2 separate regions of the Mus musculus genome follow, and region 2 is linked to region 1. A link is a contact called in public Hi-C data. All regions are on one chromosome and are shown on one strand. Each heading gives the region's core, a stretch centred on a gene start, on an enhancer-like site or on the middle of the called end of the contact. The rest is flanking DNA. Distances are from core to core; before and after follow the strand shown. Region 1 has its middle 97 kb from the start of Otol1. Region 2 has its middle 78 kb from the start of Gm23477.

What was found. A called contact is a pair of places that touch in the nucleus more often than the background predicts.
Region 2: a contact with region 1 is called in a Hi-C map of cerebellum, with 2.6 times the contacts expected there. The contact joins two enhancer-like sites. A contact is called at or near these places in 3 of 484 Hi-C or Micro-C datasets (cerebellar granule neurons, cerebellum and cerebral cortex).

What each region holds. Positions count from the first base shown.
Region 1 is chr3:70,102,677-70,106,295 of GRCm38.p6, reverse strand. No RefSeq gene overlaps it. Among named protein-coding and RNA genes, the nearest start is that of Otol1, 97 kb to the right of the region's middle. Within about 2 kb of position 1,790, at least 86 of the 459 cell types and tissues checked have an H3K27ac peak or open chromatin away from gene starts, as enhancers often do. A contact at or near this core is called in cerebellum, where this site is marked.
Region 2 is chr3:70,305,046-70,308,720 of GRCm38.p6, reverse strand. No RefSeq gene overlaps it. Among named protein-coding and RNA genes, the nearest start is that of Gm23477, 78 kb to the right of the region's middle. Within about 2 kb of position 1,305, at least 12 of the 459 cell types and tissues checked have an H3K27ac peak or open chromatin away from gene starts, as enhancers often do. A contact at or near this core is called in cerebellum, where this site is marked.

The DNA of each region.
Region 1 (3,619 bases), core at 541-3,040:
GAATCATGAGCTGTTTCTTGCTTTCTTGGAATCCTGTCAAAGACAGACTTTAATCCAATTAGGGAATCAATATCCAGCAAATATCAGAGCCGTTTCAGCCATACATATTTTTTGTTCAAGGTTATTATTTGGTGGCATTTTAATGTCTCTATGTGACATTAAAATAACAGCAGTGAAATGAACCAACCTAAAATTAATGAACAGATTGGTGTAACAGAACACCAAATACACAAGAGGCTCAGAAAAAATAATGTTATTTGAAAAGTTGATGCATTTTTTTAATCTTTTTAAACAATAAACTGATGTAGAAAAGACAAAGAAACCTTTAGAAGGGACAAGTGATTTTCACATACCTGGAAAACTCTTCTGAAAAAAGTTATTTTAAAAAATAATGAAGTTTAAATTTACCTTAAGTGCTGTTGCAACATGAAAACAATCTGAAAAATTGATGTCTAAATTTGGCTAAGTCCAATTTGGTTATCTTAGGCCCTTCATCTCTCACCGTAGGAAGCAGAAAATGAAATCATGCATGCTAAATCAATCTCCCTAATTGCCTTGGTCACCACTGCCTGCCATTTGGACAGGAGTCTTGCTAAATAGCATCCAAAAGCCAAATAAGATATGACATTGAGCATAATCCAGCTTTGTGACTTCACCCAGGTCAGTGTGACTTGAAGGACAAGAGTTTATTTGGTCAACTCTGAAGGTGCAGAAAGTGCCAGAGAATATGGAAATGTTCGCAGACTTCACAAATGTCAAAGTCAGAGGTGATGCTGGAAACCCTTAGTTCATAACTTTCTTCCCAAGACGAGAAAATTCCAGCTTGAGCGCCTAAGTGATGCGCCTGAACCTAAAGATTTCACACGTGGACTGCAATTCTGGTCATCCTCAGAATGAATGAATGTATATAAATATAATATACATATATATGATAGGTAGGTAGACTGGTAGACACAGATGATGGATGGATGGACAGATGGACAGATGGATGAATGGATGCATGATTGGTTGGATCACTAGTATATGTAAATATCTATACACAATATGTTATAATAACATCTGTGCCTATCTCCCCATTTTCTGTCACTCCCCCCCGACACACACACACACACACACACACAGAATGCCCATTATTTGAAATTCTTTGGCCATGTAATTTAAATACATGGTTGTGATGCACATCAGTAAAATTTGATTCAACTAAATCATACAAGGATGAAATTACCCCCATATTTTGAGTTCACTTTGTGAACTTCCCTGTGCCCTGCTTTCTGTCTCCATCTAGGCTTTAATCATGGGTGCATCTCTTTGTGGAGTTCTGCTGGAAAAGGATTGTGGGAAGTTTCTTGCCAAGCCTCCGCAGGCCACGTACAGAGCAACACTGCCATCTGCTGTTAAGTAGTTTCAAAACAACCGAGGAAACCGCCAAATACTGCGGGGGTGCCTTTGTTCTTCAAATCGGAAGACAAACTGCAATTAATTAGCACTTATTAAAATTCATTTTAGCCCGTTCATTAACTTTTAAGGGAATTACAAGGTACAAGGCGTTATTGAATGTCTATATGAGGTGTCCTCTCCTGGAGAAAGAACAGCGTTATTACCAAAAAAGATTCTAGGTCTGGGCTCCCCGAGCTAAGTTAGTGGGTTGTTTATACACAACTCTGGATGTACCCTTTAGGTACTAGAAACCGTACGCTCAAACCTTGCCTGTAACCTGGATGTACTGATAGTCTGCAAAGTGTGTGGCCTCGGCCTCTCCCAAAAATGACATTCTGACCAAGCCTCGTGACTTCAGGAATCTGAGATGGTGTTTAGCAATAAACGTCTTCTCGGAGGACAGCCCTTGAGCATTGGTGAGCTACATCCCCGCAGGATTTCACCTTCCGCACTTAGAAATACATGTGGAAACTTCCTCGAGGGTTTCATCTGCATGATGCCTCAAGATATTTTTAAAGCACAACTGCAGTCGGGCTTTCCCCCTACCTACCTACATACATACATAAGGAATTCTATTTTTGTGCATCCACAGAGAGAATTTTATTTCCCCTTCTACCGGGAAGTAAGATATTCAAAGATCTGGACATAAAAGAGTAAGCCGTTAGAGGTGGACAGTTAAGAAATAGGAAAAGTGGGTTTCCGTCGCTTTCGATTTTTGAGTTTGAATTTTGCAGTTTCAGAAGTTATACAACAGCGCCACCTAGGGCCCTTTGTGGACTAGCAGGTTGGCTTTTACCAATGTTTGCCCCTTAGATGAGCCAGTTTTTCTCATACAGAGAAGCAGCATGGTACAATATGTGATTTTACTTTAGCGTTCTCTGGTTTGGTTCATTTTTTTTTAAGATGCAAGAGTTTAACAACAGTATGTTGGCATTTTTCTTTATATAGAGAAACTAGGAAAGGAAAAAGATAACAAAGGAGCCAAGGGGACTAAAACAGGAAATGGGGGAGGGAAAGCCAGCCAGAACAGAGCCGAAAGACGAAGTGTCAAATATCACCATGATACATGCTTTGCATTATGAAGTTGTCACAATGAAGCTTGTTTTTTACAATTACAGCATGCTAATAAAAAATGTGTCTTAGCATTGTGCCAGAGTAACAATGACCACCACAATACTCTTTTAGTGGCCGAAAGCTGCTAACTCGCTTTCTGAATGGCTTGGAAAAATTGCTGTGTGTCCGGGGATGAGTCCAAATCGCCTCCCTGAGCCTGGTGTGAAATGAGTGGATTGATCCATGACGCTTTACCATCCAATAAAATTTAGTAACAAGTTCCTCTATTTCTATTTCAACCTAGAGAATTAAAATGAGGCAAAATTTTAAAACCTCGCGTCCTTTCGAATTCTCTACAATGGCTACCAAACTGGAGTGAAGCAGAAGTTAGAAGCAGAGGTTTCCTCGCACAGCACTGACAGAGACAATACTTACACTTCCTACCAAAGTGAATCTACATGGTCAGAGCAAAATCATCTAAGGACAGATGTAGTCAGGGTGGACCAAGGAAACAGTAGAGGAGAAAGGGGAGTTAGGGAGAGAAAATGAAGATGAGTTCCAATTATAGACTTCCTCCTCCTCCTCCTCCTCCTCCTCCTCCTCCTCCTCCTGCTCCTCCTGCTCCTGCATGGCTACGAGCTCATGAGACACTTGTGTTTTAATTCCAGTCTTCAAAGCAACTCATCTGCAAAATGAGGAGTCAAGCGGCTGCATCCATAGTTGGTACCGCAAACAAGGGAGGACCTAAAGTGCAGCATAAATTTCCAGGAGTGACAGCTCAGGGAAGAATCTGCTGCAGACAAGTCTGTGTGGGCTGTGGAGCACAGCCCACACAGCAGGCTGCCTGCTTGCCTTAAGGACATTCAGATGATTTTTCTACCCATACCCACTGAAGGTGTTTCCTGAAAAATCGGTTAGAGGCTGGATATTACAATCTGGCCTGGCACAGTGGACCTTGGCTGCGCTCTAGAGAGAGATGTGCTTGGGAACTGGTAGCCAATGCAGAGGTCTTGCTCGTGGTTCCCACATGTCCCGGAGCCACAGCAAGGCACCTGCGCTACCCGGGGATGTGCTATTAAACCTCTGCTGGTCCTGAAACCTCACACAGCTCTTGGCTGCAGCCAGCATC
Region 2 (3,675 bases), core at 56-2,555, 200 kb before region 1:
CACTTGGCTATTGACTGGATATCATCATAAATATTGGGGTGTAATAGAAAACTATAGCTCAAGTATTAAAGAGGAATTTTCTCATCTTTGGCTGCAAATTTGCCTTCAGTGTCTTTACATTGGTATCTGTTAGAGGCAAAAGCTTTGCCTTTAACAAATATACCTAAGTTGCCTGTTGTGCACTAAACATTTACATCAGTAAGCTGTGGACATCTGTTAATATTCCATCAGCAGGTGCAGTCCCTGGGGACATAGTGATGAGCTTACCTGAGCAAGCAAGTCGGTAACTCCAAGTGCTATTCCTGTGGCCACATGGCAAGATTTTTGCCAGGAGTTGATCACAGAGAAAACTTATCCAGGCTGGTTCGAAAAGAGCACTGTCCAACATGCTGGCACTAGTACAAAGTGAATTGCTATAGCCCTGTATCTCCTACCCTGATTGGAATGATGCTGGGGAAAAATATAAAAGATAATTCTCCTAGTGGGCAGAACTAGCAGGGTACATATTGTGGTCCAGTTTTCCTGGAAGGAGACATTGCATGTGAAACAATTGAAGGGCAATGACTAATGGTTTGACCAGATGGTTGGAGACAAAGGGGTTTGGATAAACCTCCCAGAATTAACTAAGAATTCGAGATTATTTTTGTCCTATGCAAATGTTCAGTAAAAAGTTCCCACTAAAGATGAGGCTTTCAATAATCAAGGGGACAACTTGTTCTAAACGTAGATGCCAGTCAATCTTGATTTTCCTCCCCCAAATCCCAGGCATGTTTACATAACATGTTCATTTAAATTGCAGCCATGGCACTGTAAGGGGATTTTGAATAGACTCAACAAATGGACTCCTCACTAATACAAATTTGGCTATCATCAGGATTGAATGCCCAATTTTATAGCAAAAGCCACCATCTCTGAACCTCAGGCAGGTCCCCATATCCAAAGGAAAGCAGATAGCCTGTTGGCAGCAAGTTGGTTATTTTGGACCCTTCCCCACAGTGGATTTTTCCTTATTAGAATACAGACTTATTTTGGATCTGGATTGGCAGGCTCTGCTTGCCTCTCTTTGCCAACAATACCATCTGTTAACTTCCTGAATGTCTACTCATTACGAAGTTAACCCAAACAATATTACTTCTCACTAAGAAAGCTTAATTTATAAAAGAAATAAGATAATAAGGTGATGTGCATGAAATTCGCTGACATTTTTTTGCCAAAATAACTAGCCATCTAGAGTATTAAAATACATTATTAAATACTCAGTTGCAATGCCAACTACAAGACAATACTCTGGGAACCTGAGCGACTTTCTAATGAAATATGGTCCACATTGTTATGTTGTATTCTCAGCCACAATAATAAAATACACTCTGTGATTAAGGGGATAAAATGAACACATTCTTTTGATCTATCATTCTGGTTTATTTAAAATTATACCACAAAGCCTTAAAACATGTTATGGGAAATTACTTCATTCAATCTTCCAATGTCTGACTGCAATCATTATCACAAAATCATAGTGTTAGATTCATGTGTATACAAAAATAGTTAGAATGAAGTTATACTATTTGAGGTGGCAACAGTCCCCCTGAAAATCCAGTGTCAGTCATAGGATAGTCCTTTTCAAATTGTCAGTTAGAAAAGTGTAAGAAACCATGAAAACAACATAGGTTATTAATGCTGCCCTCTGTTGCTTCCCAGAAAATTGCTGGTAAGACTCTATTGATAAAGAAACTATATGCTTTGGGTAAAGTACTCGAAAGAACTGAAACTAGAAGCCAACTAGCCTTCAAAGTATAAAAAACGGGCTATCCAAGCTGTCAAGAGAAAAAAGTAACCAGTAGTTTTACTGTCTTAGTTTCATTTCTATTGCTAAAATACTGACCAGAGCTAACTTGTGGACAAAAGGGTCTGTTTCAGCTTACAAGTCCCACATCACAGTCCAACACTTTGAAAAGTCAGAGCAGGAACTGAAGACCTGAAATAGTACTATGCAAGAATGCTTCTTATTTGCTTACTTTTCATAGTTCACTCTGCTTTCTTATTTTTGTTTAACTTGGACCCACCTGCCGAGGGATGGTACCACCCACAATGGTTGACCCTCCCAACACCAATCAGTAATCAAAAAATTTCCTCACAATCTTGCCTACAGAACAATTTGATGGAGACATTTTCTCAATTAAGGTTTATCATTTTAGATAACTCTGATTTTTGTTAAGTCAACAAAAAATGACCAACACATCTACCCAGTTATAACATCTACAAACTACAAGAACCAGAACTGTAAGGTACCCCAAAGACACAATAGTGACACTTACATCCTATGGGTAATGAACAATTGTCTTTTTGACCTTAAGGCCCTCTCAGTATAAGAGAATGTGTGCTTGATGCTGTAAATCCAGCCCATTAGCCATGGATAGTGAGGACATGGAACCTATAATCTCCTCTACTACTGCTATTTCTTAAACTGGTATAATTTCAAACTACATTCTAAATATTCATCAATGTGCACATAGATAGATACAACTCTCATCCCTCATCAAAGCTTATTTTTGCAGCAGATGGAGATGATCAGAGAAGGCCACAACAGAACATAATGGTGTAAACAACTGGCCATGGGGTTCTCAGACACAATTGACACATCTAAAACACAACTCCTACACGAAAGTCTTAGGGAACCATCAAAGAAGAGGAGAAGAAATATTATAAGAAGCAGAGAAGTGAGATGTGTACTGTGAGAGAGCTAATCTACCTATGACAGAAAAGCTGCACCTCTGGCATCTGTAGGCATCGTATACACACATACATGCCCATGTATAGCCATATACAAAATTTAAAATTTCTAAATAAATACTTTAAAATGATAGTATGATTACAATATGTAACTTATTCATGTTCATAATTTAAAATTTATTTTTGAGAATTTCATGAATATGTTAAGGTTGCTTATATGGAAAAGGAAGAATAAAAAGGAGAAACATTTAAAGGGTGGATAAGGAGTTGTAATCATCAGAATGTATGTTATACATGTATAAAATATTCAAATAACAAACTCAATAAATATATACTTTTTCAGTATTTTTTCATTAATTTCAGTTTCTAAAAAAAACCTATTTTTTAAATTAATTGCATCATTTTCCTTCTTTCTGTTCCTCATTCTAACCTTTTCTATGCATTCCCTTAATCTCTTTCAAATTCATGGCATCCGTTTTCCTAATTCTTGTTACATATCTAGCTTTCATGGCACCAGGAGGAAGCATGCAAGTTCACAAGAGAGTAAAGCAATGTTCTACACAGTTATGATGCTTGTGAACTAAAATAAGGGCCATGGTGACAGGTAATCGTTAAGGGTGCAATGTATAAGTGGCACATATACATTGGCAGTAAAGAGCAGCTTTCTGATTGGACTCAAGGCTGCTCAAGTCCTCTGAGAGGCTCTACCAGCAGCTGACTGAGACAGATGCAGATGCTTACATCCAGCCATTGCACTGAGGTTGGGGACCCTATGGAAGAATTAGAGGAAAATTGAAGGAGCTGAAGGGGATGGCAAACCTGTAGGAAGAACAATGATATCAAATAACCTAGACCCCTATGAGCTCTCAGAAAATAAGCTACCAACTAAAGAGCCCCCAGCACATATGTAGCAGAGGATTGGTTTGTATGGCTTTAGTGGGAAAG